Regions from separate parts of the Mus musculus genome. Here region 2 is linked to region 1. Evidence: chromatin contacts called from public Hi-C data. All regions are on one chromosome and are shown on one strand. The core of a region is the stretch at or near the end of the contact, and the rest is flanking DNA. Distances in the headings are between cores, read along the strand shown. Region 1 holds the start of Get4 (golgi to ER traffic protein 4). Region 2 holds the start of Wipi2 (WD repeat domain, phosphoinositide interacting 2).

What was found. Hi-C and Micro-C count contacts between places; a contact is called where the count stands out from the background.
Region 2: a Hi-C map of CD8 T cells shows a contact between it and region 1, with 4 times the contacts expected there. The contact joins the promoter of Wipi2 here to the promoter of Get4 in region 1. A contact is called at or near these places in 2 of 484 Hi-C or Micro-C datasets (CD4 T cells and CD8 T cells).

What each region holds. Positions count from the first base shown.
Region 1 is chr5:139,248,821-139,254,615 of GRCm38.p6, forward strand. Get4 (golgi to ER traffic protein 4) reads left to right here and starts at 3,504. Exons shown (of 9, transcript NM_026269.2): 1 at 3,504-3,799. The coding sequence starts at 3,645. It overlaps Sun1 (Sad1 and UNC84 domain containing 1), which reads left to right. Exons shown (of 23, transcript NM_024451.2): 23 at 1-1,019.
Region 2 is chr5:142,627,889-142,633,466 of GRCm38.p6, forward strand. Wipi2 (WD repeat domain, phosphoinositide interacting 2) reads left to right here and starts at 1,696. Exons shown (of 12, transcript NM_178398.4): 1 at 1,696-1,944. The coding sequence starts at 1,871.

The DNA.
Region 1 (5,795 bases), core at 2,254-4,753:
CTCCTGACATAAAGGCTGAGAGCTCTGCATTGGCCATCCTCTGGATGTCAAGAAGGCAAAGTCCCATCTGCTAAACCCACGTTTCTTTCAGGGAAAACTGTTGCTCTGTCTTCAGTCTGACCCCTTCCAGGTTCCCTGGTGGGGAGAGGCTATGTCATAGACTGTCTGCTTTGAGCTGGGACTCCTCTGATTCCCCAGGGGAGTAGATCGGGCTTTGCAGAAGAGCAGTGGGGTGTGCACACCATGAATGGTGCTCTTGGGTCTCAGCCAGGCCGTTCCTGGCAGATCACAGAATGGACAGGAACCTTGAGAAGGGATGCTCTGCTGTCCTTGAGCTATGAGTCTCTGCTGAAGGGGGAACACTAAGGTGGTGCTAGTGGCTGCCACTCTTGGTCTTTATCACAGCAGCATTCTGTGCTGCCCTTGGGTTTGCCTCTACACCATTATCAGCCCTTCTCACTGATTCAAATTTGGGTATATTTAATATTTAGACTTTTGTGAGTAGACTTTATAACTGATACATCATCTGGACACTTAAAAGTGTTTAGATGTCTTACCTAAAGAATTGTTAAGTTTCATTGGTTAGACAGCCTTGGCAGAATACAAAGCTCACCTGCTGGGGCTCAGAGTTCTGGGATTTCTCGCATGTTGCAAGCAGCCCTTAAGACAGTGGCCCAAAGCACATCCCACTCCATAGGGTTAGAGCCACTGCCTGTGTGGCCAGGTTGTGTGGGATGCACACATTTTGCATACTCAAGGTTACATGCAGAAGTCAGAATTTCCTATATTAAACTAAATTGGGGAATTGGGGGTGGAGATATTTCAAATATTTATTTTTAAAGATGCAAGATAGGACTTTGTGCAATGTATTTTTGTAAATGCTTTTCAAAACACTTGTCTTTGGTAGTGCTTCTACTGCCACTAAATTAAGATGCTATTGAGATGTTTAAATAAAAGAGTTAATTTTTAAAAGTGCATGTGCGATTTCAAGTGATTAATAAAAGTGTGTATTTCTTTTCTTGGCTTGTCTTATCTCTGCCCATGTGAATGGGAGGGATTGCTAGGTTGTGTGCTTGAAGAGTTCCTGCTAAGTCCTGCAGGCACTGCCACTGTCACTCAAGCCTCCGCCAGCCTCTTCCTGCTTAGAGGAATCCGCTCAGAGACATTCCAGTCAGGCTCAAAGGAAGTGGGCCCAGAGGCTTTGGGTCTGGATGTGGTCACAAGGCCCTGAGCTCAGCTTCCAGAGCCAGAGCACCTTTCTACTACAGCCTGCCGAATATATTTTTGGAGCATTTTTCATACCTTTTAACAGCTCTGGTTCCTACCATGTATACAGAAGTGTCACGTTGATTTAAGCATCCTCAGTTCATAGGCTTTCCTTTACTTTTTTTCCCTCTCACCCTAAGACAAGGTTTCTCTGTTTAACCCTGGCTCTTATATCTTAGAACTCACTCTGTAGACCAGGCTGGACTCGACGTCCAATCTGCTTGCCTCTGCCTGAGTGCTGAGCCCACACCATGCAGCTGTTTCTCTGTCTCTTTCTCTCTCTCTCTTTTTAAAGATTAATTTTATGTATATGAGTACACTGTAGCTGTCTTTAGACACACCAAAAGAGGGCATCAGATCCCATTACAGAAAGTTGTGAGTCACCATGTGGTTGCTGGGAATTGGACTCAAGACCTCTGGGAGAGCAGTAGGTGCTCTTAACCACTGAGCCATCTTTCCAGCCCCTAGCTGTTTCTGTTTTAAAGAGAAGCCTGTTACTAGGGCTTTGCTCTCTTGAGGACCTGCTAAACATCTTGAGAGAATTCCAGCCAGGAGGGTAGTGCTCACCTTTAATCCCAGCACTCAGGAGGCAAAGGCAGGTGGACCACTGTAAGTTCAAGACTAGACTGTTCTACATAGCAAGTTGCAGAACACTCAAACAGAGCAATATAATAGGCCCTATCTAGGAGGGGAAAAAGTTCCAAAAAGAATTTATGACAAACTGTACTACACTGTCCCATCCAGACAAGTCATCCCCTGGTCGGACACTCATGCAGCATGAATCACTTGCCCCTTTGTTACTAGGTGTCTGGATCATCAGGTAGAATGCTGTATCCAAGTGGTCCTTCCTTATGTGGTAGTGCCCACAGAGCATCATCCCTCTTCACAGAAGGGTGAGCACGGTACTGTCAGAGTGTTGGGAACCAGCAAAAGACATTTATTCTAAGTACTACCATCTTGTTTTCAGGCTCCATTTAATCATATCAAGAAACCAAGCTCCCAGGCCCTAGGGGAGCTAGGGACTTCCCAATAGCTTACTTTGAACAGCTTCTGTTGTAAGGAAATAGTTGTCTTGAGTCCAGACATCTCGAGGACAACTTCATCTTGCTGGCAGGGTCAAACTAATGTTTATGTTTCCAGGCCTAGGAACCAACCTATCCTGATACAGTGGGAACGCCCTTGTCCAACCCCTTACGACGGATTATGATTAGACAGTGCTACAGCCTGCCCACCCACCTCCCCCTTTCTCTATATTTTCATCCTTTAGGCTGTACAGTATTCCCTCAGGGTTTTACTTCAGCTTCATCTGCTCTGCGGCCCTGACCAATAGCGGCTTGATTACCTGCGTTGACCTGGTGTCTTGAGTTATGTTGGTTTTAGGTTGGATTTAAGCGGACCCCACAGCAAGAGATCATGTTTACAGACTCCTTAATCTGTTACCATGCTTTCTGCTTGCACATGGGTGTGGTGCAGAAAATGCTAGTCCAGCTGGCCCGGGTGCAGGCATAAAAAGTAGGTAAGTTGAGGCAGGAGAGTCACAAGTTCAAGGGCCAGAGTAAATGGAAGGCTGAGAGTGTGTAGCTGACAGAAATGAACGCCCTGAACTTCATCTCCAGCATCCAAACTCATTATTTAAGGATATGTGTAGGGTTTTGTAACCTGAGTTTTGGATGCTGTCAGAGGACAACTCTGACCCTGGCCAGCACCTCCCATCCTCCCCCAATTAATCATGACCTTCCTCCCTTCTCTGCTGTCACCTGCTCCAACCACAGCCAGGTCTTCTTGGAGACATTACAGGTTCTAGCCTGAGCATACTGCCCTGTCCCAGATGTCACTAAGGATGACTGCCACCTGGAGGGGCACTCCCCGGGCAGGTGTGAGACAGGTCAAAGCTTCTAAAATGTGTCTGGTTCATCCATGCGCTAAGGGTAACTTCAGGGGGCGCGCGAATAAGACGCCTCATCGCTGAGTCTTCTGCCTCAGTTTACTTGCGCAGCCTACGTGGCTGATTACATTGTGCAGTGATGACACTAAGCTGGGGACAGCTCAGCGTGTAGTCCCGCCCAAGACCTCGGTCCCGCCCACTCTCGCAAGACTACAAACAAGTTCCCGCGATAGTCTGAGAGCCCCACCCCGTCGGCTTTTCCTGGCCTGTGTTCTCAGGGTCCTTCTCAGACCCCCCCTCAGGGGCGTGTCCTCGCGCGGCTCCCGCGATCCCGGCAGGCTCCGCCTCGATCACGTGCGGCCCGCGGCGCGCCCGCCCTCGCACGGCTCCTCGCGGCCACCGTAGAAGGAGTGCGGCGGCCGCAGGGACGGAAGCCGGGAGGCGCCGCCGACCGCGCCTGCGACAGCGTCAGCTCTGCGCGGAACGCCGGCCCATGGCGGCGGCGGCGGCGATGGCAGAGCAGGAGGGCGCCCGCAACGGCGCCCGCAACCGCGGCGGCGTCCAGCGCGTGGAGGGCAAGCTGCGTGCTAGCGTCGAGAAGGGCGACTACTACGAGGCGCACCAGATGTACCGGACCCTCTTCTTCAGGTGGGCGCGGGTGGCGGCTTAGCGCCGAGGCCCCACCTCCGCTGTTGCTCATTGGCTGCGCTGCGGCGCCCCGCACCCTCATTGGTTTATGCGGCTGCCTGTCGCGGAGCAGAGCGGGGGCGGCGGGCTTGTACTACTCGGCAGGGCCTCCTCTTCTCTGCCTGGTTCCCCCTCCTCCTCTCTCGGCCTCGTCTTTCTGAGTCCCTGCCTTACTCTCAGAGCTGCCCTTCCCCCGTCCTTCCTTCCTTCCTTTTCCCAGGCCTCCTTCCCCAGCCAACTTCTTCTCAGGCCTCCCCTTCCCTGGACTCAGTTTTATCACTAGCCTCTCTCCTCTTCACTTAGGCCTCCTCCCTCTTACAGGCCTCTCTTCCCGCCACTCCTTCTCTATCACACCCTCTTCCTCGCCTGGCCTCCCTTTCTCTGAAGGCTTCCGCTGGTTGGCGAGTCCTGTTGTCAGAGTAGTCTCACCTAGTCCTCCCTTCTGTGGCCAGTGATTGGAATTGCACAGCCGGCTAAAGTGTGGTCAGATGCTGACACCGTGGGCCAGCCTGTGGCCATCTGTATTCCTGCCTCTGTGCATCTGCCAGCTGATAATTCCTACGTAGAACTTTATTCCTGACTACAGGACATCAGCATTTCTGCTCCATGTCCGTAGTGTGGGTTTGGCCCCTGTGCCCCTTAGACCTACTTTTCGTTTTAAAATACGTTTTGTTTTAGGGCAATTTTAGGCCTTCAGTAAAAGGAGTGGAAAGTGGTTATCTTGTACCAGTTGCACATTATCATCCACCCATTACTGTCACCTAGGGCCCACGTGCTGTGGAACTCCTCCTACAGTCACTCCCTCTAGCTTGATCTGAGCACGGTGTGTTCTGTGGGCTGGATAAAGCTGCCATGACAGTGGATGACACTGTACACAGTGGCCTCACTGCCTTGAAGCCCTGTTGGGGGCTGAAGAATCAGTGCTCTGGGAACCCTCTGGCTCGTGAGTGATACTTGTTTACATCTGAGGACAATTCCCACTTCCCACATGCCCAGATTGAGCCTGGCAAGTAGCCAGGTGGACATGGGAGGGAGGGGCATGGTTAAGGCCACACGCAGTAGTTAGCAAGCCATCAGGGACCAGCCTTGCAGTATTTCCCTCCGTAAGTGCTCAGTCCAGGGGGTTGGCAGGTGTGGGATGAGCCTTGGCGTCCTTGGTGTCAAAGACTTCCTGTTTTCTTTACCTATTGGGCGCCCTGGATTTGGAGCAGCGGGGTTTAGTCAGCTTATCGAAACATTAGCCCTTGCTCTAATCACAGGTTACCTGAAGGGCAGCCTTGTTGGGGAATTTTTCTGTAAACTAGACACTATAAATACAAACCAGTCTGGCGACATCTAGTTTCATCACAGTGTCCCTAGTGCCTTTAAAAACAAAAACTAAAACACTCTTAATTATATTAATTATATTGGGAAGGCACTTGCTGTATTCTTTAGATAAAAATCTGTAGCCACGTGTGGTGGCACACACCTTTAATCCCAACACTCAAGAGGCAAAGGCAAGCCGATCTCTTGTGAGTTGGAGGGCAGCCTGTTCTACAAAGTGAGGTCCAGGACAGCCAAGGCAGAGAAACCCTGTCTTTAAAAAATAAAGTTAATTTTTACATGTAGAAACAACTACATAATGATTGATAAAGTAACTGGTTTTTGGTTTTGTTTTGTCCTGTTGGGAATAGAGCCCAGGACATCTCACACGCTACACTCCCTTTTGTTTTTTTCCACTTAAAATTTTGAGGTGGTGTGCCTTCAGGTCTGACTCAGGCAGACCTAAATTCTTGATCATACAGGTTGAGCTTCCTAAGTAGCTAGGATGTCAAGCCTGTGTCATCAGGCCTGCTGAATGGTTGGTTTTTCCTCTGAGTTGAGCTGTCTATCACTGAATAGGATCAGCCAATTGGCCCAAGCAATTTTTGAGTGAAGAAACAAAGGATTAGACAGAGCTAACCCCTGGATTACAGGG
Region 2 (5,578 bases), core at 446-2,945, 3.4 Mb after region 1:
ACCACCACTAGTCTGCTGAATAGACATAGTATTTAAGTGACCCCTTATTGTTACATCCATAGAGAAATGCATCTCTCAGCTCTCATCAGAAAAGCTTCTATTTGCAGAAGATGGTTATTGACACAGAGGCCCACAACTAGCCAAAAGTGAGCCACAGATACCACACCCCTCCTCCCAGTGATCAAGGACCACTGTAGAAGAGTCTGAAAGACTATAAGAGCCAGAGGCACTGGATACTGTCAAGGAAATGGTGTTTTCTGGACTAGCAGGGCAGCTACACACATGAACTCACAGTGGAATATACCAGACCTGTGCAAGCTAAGCCAGGCAAGATGTATGTATAAGAGAGATGGGCATGAAGCCTCACACCTAGCTAAGCTGTTGTTAACTGGTAGCTGCTGGGAACGGGGAATCAATTTCCTTCAAGGGTATGTATGATCTCCGATAGGTCTTCCAGTGGAAGACCATATCCAAAACTATATAGGCAACACAAAATGGAATTGGTGGGTTTAAAAAAGAAAGACTGAAAAAAAAAAAGACATAAAGTTGGGTGGGTAGGGAAGAAGAGTGGATCTGGGTGGTGGTGAGGTTGAATATGATCAAAATGCTTTGCATGAAATTCTTAAAGAATTCATTAAAAAAAAAAAAAAGAAAAGCTGGGAATCGTAGCACATTTAATTCCAGCACCAGAGGGCAGAGGACGGAGGGCAGATGGCCGAGGGCAGTATATTTCTATGCATTGAAGATTAAGATGGTGAGTTCCAGAAGAGCCAAGGTCTCCAAAGGCTAAAGCAAACCATTTTAAAGGCTACTTTAAACAAGCGTGGTGGTGCAGCTCCATAATCTTTTAAGAGGTAAAGGCAGGAAGACCGGGAATTCAAGGTCAACCTCAGCTACAGAGTCCAAAGCTAGCCTAAGATAGATGAGCCCCGATCCAAAGACAACAAACAAAACAAAAACACGAAACAGGAAGGGTGGGAAAGTGTGCGCCATCTTTTCCTCAACAACTTTGCCATCTTTGCCCCTCTGGCTGTACTAACAAAGTTCGACTTTGCTCCCCGCTTAACTGTCCTCAAGGACAGCACACTGCTCTTGGGAACTACCAGCCTCTTGCCTAGAGGTTCAGTTCTAACAGCACAGAACAAGTCTCTCTCTTCTCCAGGACCTTCGCCACCAGAACATTTCTATCTCCTTGAAGGGAAGAAGAGAAAGGAAAGAAGGGAAGCAGCGGGAAGGAGAGAAAGGTGCTTCCCATAGACTGTTGCACGGACCAATACATTTAAAGTAGAATCCTGTCCCAAGGACCGTGACCGCACGCGCCTTTCCAGTCTCAGACCCAACATTTGGCAAATCGTTTGCAGTTCTGCGCCTCGCTTTTCAAATCTGCAAAACGGACGTGCGACATTCTCTTCGAGCAACGCGGTGCGCCAAAGTTCCTAGAACAATGATCAACGACTCAGGACCAACGAGGTAACTCGCCGTTCTCAGACAGCAAGCCCCCGCCCACTCTCCGCCACGCGCAGGCGCACCCACCAGCGCACCTTTATGCATGCGCAGTCGACCGGAAACACCCGCGGATGCCTGCGGCGAAGAGGCGGGGCCTACGCAGCGGGCCTGCGCGGAACGCCGCCGTGCGACGCGAGGGTGGGCGGGACCGCGCAAGCGCGCAGCCCGTCCCGGCTCTGGAGCATAAACAAGAGTGGGGACGGGATGAGGCGGCAGTTGGTCCCCGCGCAGCGAGAGGCGGCGAGCGGGGCGACCTGCCGGACCGGACGTCGATCCTGAGTGTAGCGTGCTCCCGCGGGCCGCCCGAGTCGAGCTGCGCGCGCTCCCGCCAAGGGGGGTCCGAGGCCGTCGCGCGCTCGCAGCCATGAACCTGGCGAGCCAGAGCGGAGAGGCCGGCGCCGGCCAGCTGCTGTTCGCCAACTTCAACCAGGATAACACGTAAGGCCGGGCGCGGACGCGGGGCCGGGGCAGAGACCAGGGCTGGTCAGGTTGAGGGGTATGGGCGGGGGGCGTGCTGAGCCCGCGCGGCCGCTCGAGCGCTGCTGCCTCCTGGGCCGGGGGAGGTGATGGAACTCGGGGTGCCCCCATCCACCTGTCCTGAGACCTGGCCTTTCGCAAAGTTAGGAAGGAACTGTGCACGCCGGTTTGCGCCTGTCACCCGGACTCGGTTTTGCGGCCATCCTGGGCATCGCCCGCCTCCCCCTTTCTATACATCTGTATCCTCACTGCTTCTGTCGCTTTTCATGGCTTTTCTTTTTCTGTTTGCTTATTTCTTCTCTGCCGACCTTTCTGGCAAGTAACTTTGGTCTCCTCCAAAAAAGGACCAAACGGCAGTAGTAATCCAGGCCTTCGATCTGAGACTTTATCCTCAAGGGGTCTGGGAGCTTCAAAAGGGGGTGAGGTGGGCTATTCCTGGGGTAAAAAAGAACCTTCGTACCGGTCCACTGTTTTACCGGACTGAACTCCTGTAGTTCCCCATCTGGTTCTTCAAGGCTGCCTCGTTGGCATACCTGGAAGGTAGGTAATAGATGAGGTTTCTGATGAAGGATGGATGAGTTATGGGACTGGAAGGGAGAAGAGCCATCTTGGGAAGTGAGTAAGAGGAAGTGATGTAAGAGGAGGAGGAATGGGTCACTTGGCATCACACTAAGTAGTTGGTCGCTACTGGCACAATAGCATTAGCAAGGCAGGGACTGAGGCTTTTGTTTTTCCTCACTTAAAAGTTAGATTGGAGAATGGCAAGTACCTGTGTGGAGGGAGGTGCAACAGGTGCTCAGTTGGACCTTTAGACGAGCTCAAGAAGGAGGTGCTGTCCTGAAATTGGGACCAGCCACAAATGAGACTGTGAAGTTCAGAAAGGGCTAGAGTCTGTCAGGATCTTAAAGTTGGCTAATAGTGGGATGGGGCAGGCTTGGGTTCTCATCCCCTGAGGTTGCTCTCCTGGTGTTCTTTCCGTTGTAACACACTGGGTCTTTTCTACATTAGAACAGAATGCTAAAGACACTGAGTCCAGAAGTAATAGTGGACCTGGGCACTGGAGAGCTGGTTCAGTGGATAAAGCACTTGTCACACAACTCTGAGGCCCAGAGTTGGGATCCCAGCACCCATAGAAAAGCTAGGCAGCTGTCTATAATCCCAGCAGATCCCTGGCTAGTTAGATGAGCAGGGTCAGTGAGCTCTGGGGTTCAGGGAAGAGACCCTACTTTGGTAAATAAAGAGGGAGACACCTGGCCTAAACAACTGACCTCCACACAAGTGTATGCACACTGGCAGGTGTGTACCTCTCACACGTTCAGGCTGCTAAAAATTGTGTCGTGTCCTAAAGCCAGCACAACAAAGGCTACAGGGACAACCTGTTGCAATTTGCCTAGTGAGTAAGCAGGCTCCATGCAGGTGGGAGGAAAGCATTTCTAACCAGTAGTGATTTGGCCTCTGAACCATCAGGGTTTGAGGATCACTAGGAAATTCTAATATTACTTACTTATTTTGAGACACCCCTCCCTCAGCCCTGAACCCACTAGGTTATGAAGTTAGTATTTAAAAACAAGACTTGTGTCATTTTTTGACTTGCCAAAGAGATCTAGAAACCTACGTTGGAAGGAATTGTAGGTTCGAGCTATGCAGGGAGTTCAGTGCAGTGCCATGACTTAGAGCACACGAGAACACAGGCTTGGTGACAGGCACCTTGAGTCCAGTACTGGGAGGCAGAGGCAGGAGGATCTCGGAATCCAAGGCCAGCCTGGTCTACAGAGCTCTGGAGTTCCAGGACAGCCAGGGCTACACAGAGGAACCCTGTGTCTCCCCCCATGCCCCCCAAAAGCCAATGTCCTGCTAGCCTTGAATTCCCGATCCTCTAGCACCTTCCAAGTGATGGAATTGCAGGTGTGTGCCACCATGCCCAGCCAGAATTTTTTTGTTTGTTTTTTGTTTTTTTGTTTTTTCCAGACAGGGTTTCTCTGTGTAGCCCTGGCTGTCCTGGAACTCACTTTGTAGACCAGGCTGGCCTCAAACTCAGAAATCCGCCTGCCTCTGCCTCCTAAGTGCTGGGATTAAAGGCATGCGCCACCACTGCCCGGCCAGATTTTTTTTTAAAAAGAGGAATGAGTCTGGTGGTGGCACACACCTTTAATCCCATTGCTTGGGAGGCAGAGTCAGGAGGATCTCGGAATCCAAGGCCAGCCTGGTCTGCATAACAAATTCCTATATAGTCAGGACTGAATAGAGAGACCTTGTTTAAAGGGGGGGTTGGGTGGGGAAACAACAGTGAAAACAAGGAGCTGGGGCATGAGGACTTGGGTTTGGCTCCTCAGCAGCCATGTGAAAGCCGGTCTGGGGTTATGGGGGGACAGGGCATCCATCTATCTGTAACTCTGGGGCCTGTGTAGGTGTAGGAACACTATAGGTTGATCATCCTCAGAGCCTTCTGGCTCACCTGTCTATCCAAAGTAATTATTTCCAAGTTCATAAGAGACCTTGTCTCAGATAACAGAATGGAGTGCAGTAAAGGAAGATGCCCATCTCCTAGTCTGTAACCTCCGCGGACACATCCATCTACATACACACAGATATGCATGAGCAGAAATACCTTAAACGTATAACACATGGAATTTTATAAAGTTTTATAAAGTTTTCAGCCAGGCATTAAACCTTGTGTGGAATCCCATTTTCTGTGTTCAGGGATAAATGGGGGCCACTGTACTAGCTGGGCATGGTGGCGCACACCTTTAGTCCAAGCACTCGGGAGGCAGAGGCAGGTGGATTTCTGAGTTCAAGGCCAGCTTGGTCTACAAAGTGAGTTCCAGGACATTCTGGGCTATACAGAGAAACCCTGTCTCAGGGGGAAAAAATGCACCCATCCATTCTGTATTAATTTCAGTGCCTCTTTTTAAGTGCTCAAATATTTATTGAACTCCAAACTATATTAGTCTCTAGTACTGGTAATATGATTGCAAATATTGAGAGGTTTTTCTTTTTATGCTTATTCTAAAAGTGAGCCCAGTGTGATCTGTTCTTTACTGTTTTTGTTTCTAAAGGAGAACAATGGAAAGGACAGGAAGAGCAGCCCATCCCGGCTGTCCGTTTCCACCTGTGCTGCTTAAAGTGGCAGGCTAGTGTCGGTCGGAGCACTCTAGCTTTTCCAAGTTGAACCTAACCAGTGAATGACTGGCCTAGGGTCACTGGATTCTCACATGGACTCATCAGGACTAAGGTTTTCCAGAGGATTTTGGGAAGTCAGAGAGGTGGCTGTGTCTATTCTAAGCCTGTGTTCCCAGAGAGCTAGAATAAAGGAACACCCCACCTCCATGTTAGGAAGGGTCTAAAGGTATTAACTGCTTTCTCCCACTGAACTTCCTCCATTGCCAGCCACCATGCTGGAAGGAAGGAACTCTTCTCTGTATTTACCTGTAAATTGAAGGGCGATTTCAGAGCCCCGTCAGCCTTCACTTGTCTGCCTCCTGTTTGCTTACAGAGCAGATAGTTGAACAGGAGGCTTGCTGTAGAAGTCACTGCAGATTACTGACCCACAGAACCTGTGATGTGTTCCAGGGCAACCTGCTTCCTAGTTCTGGTG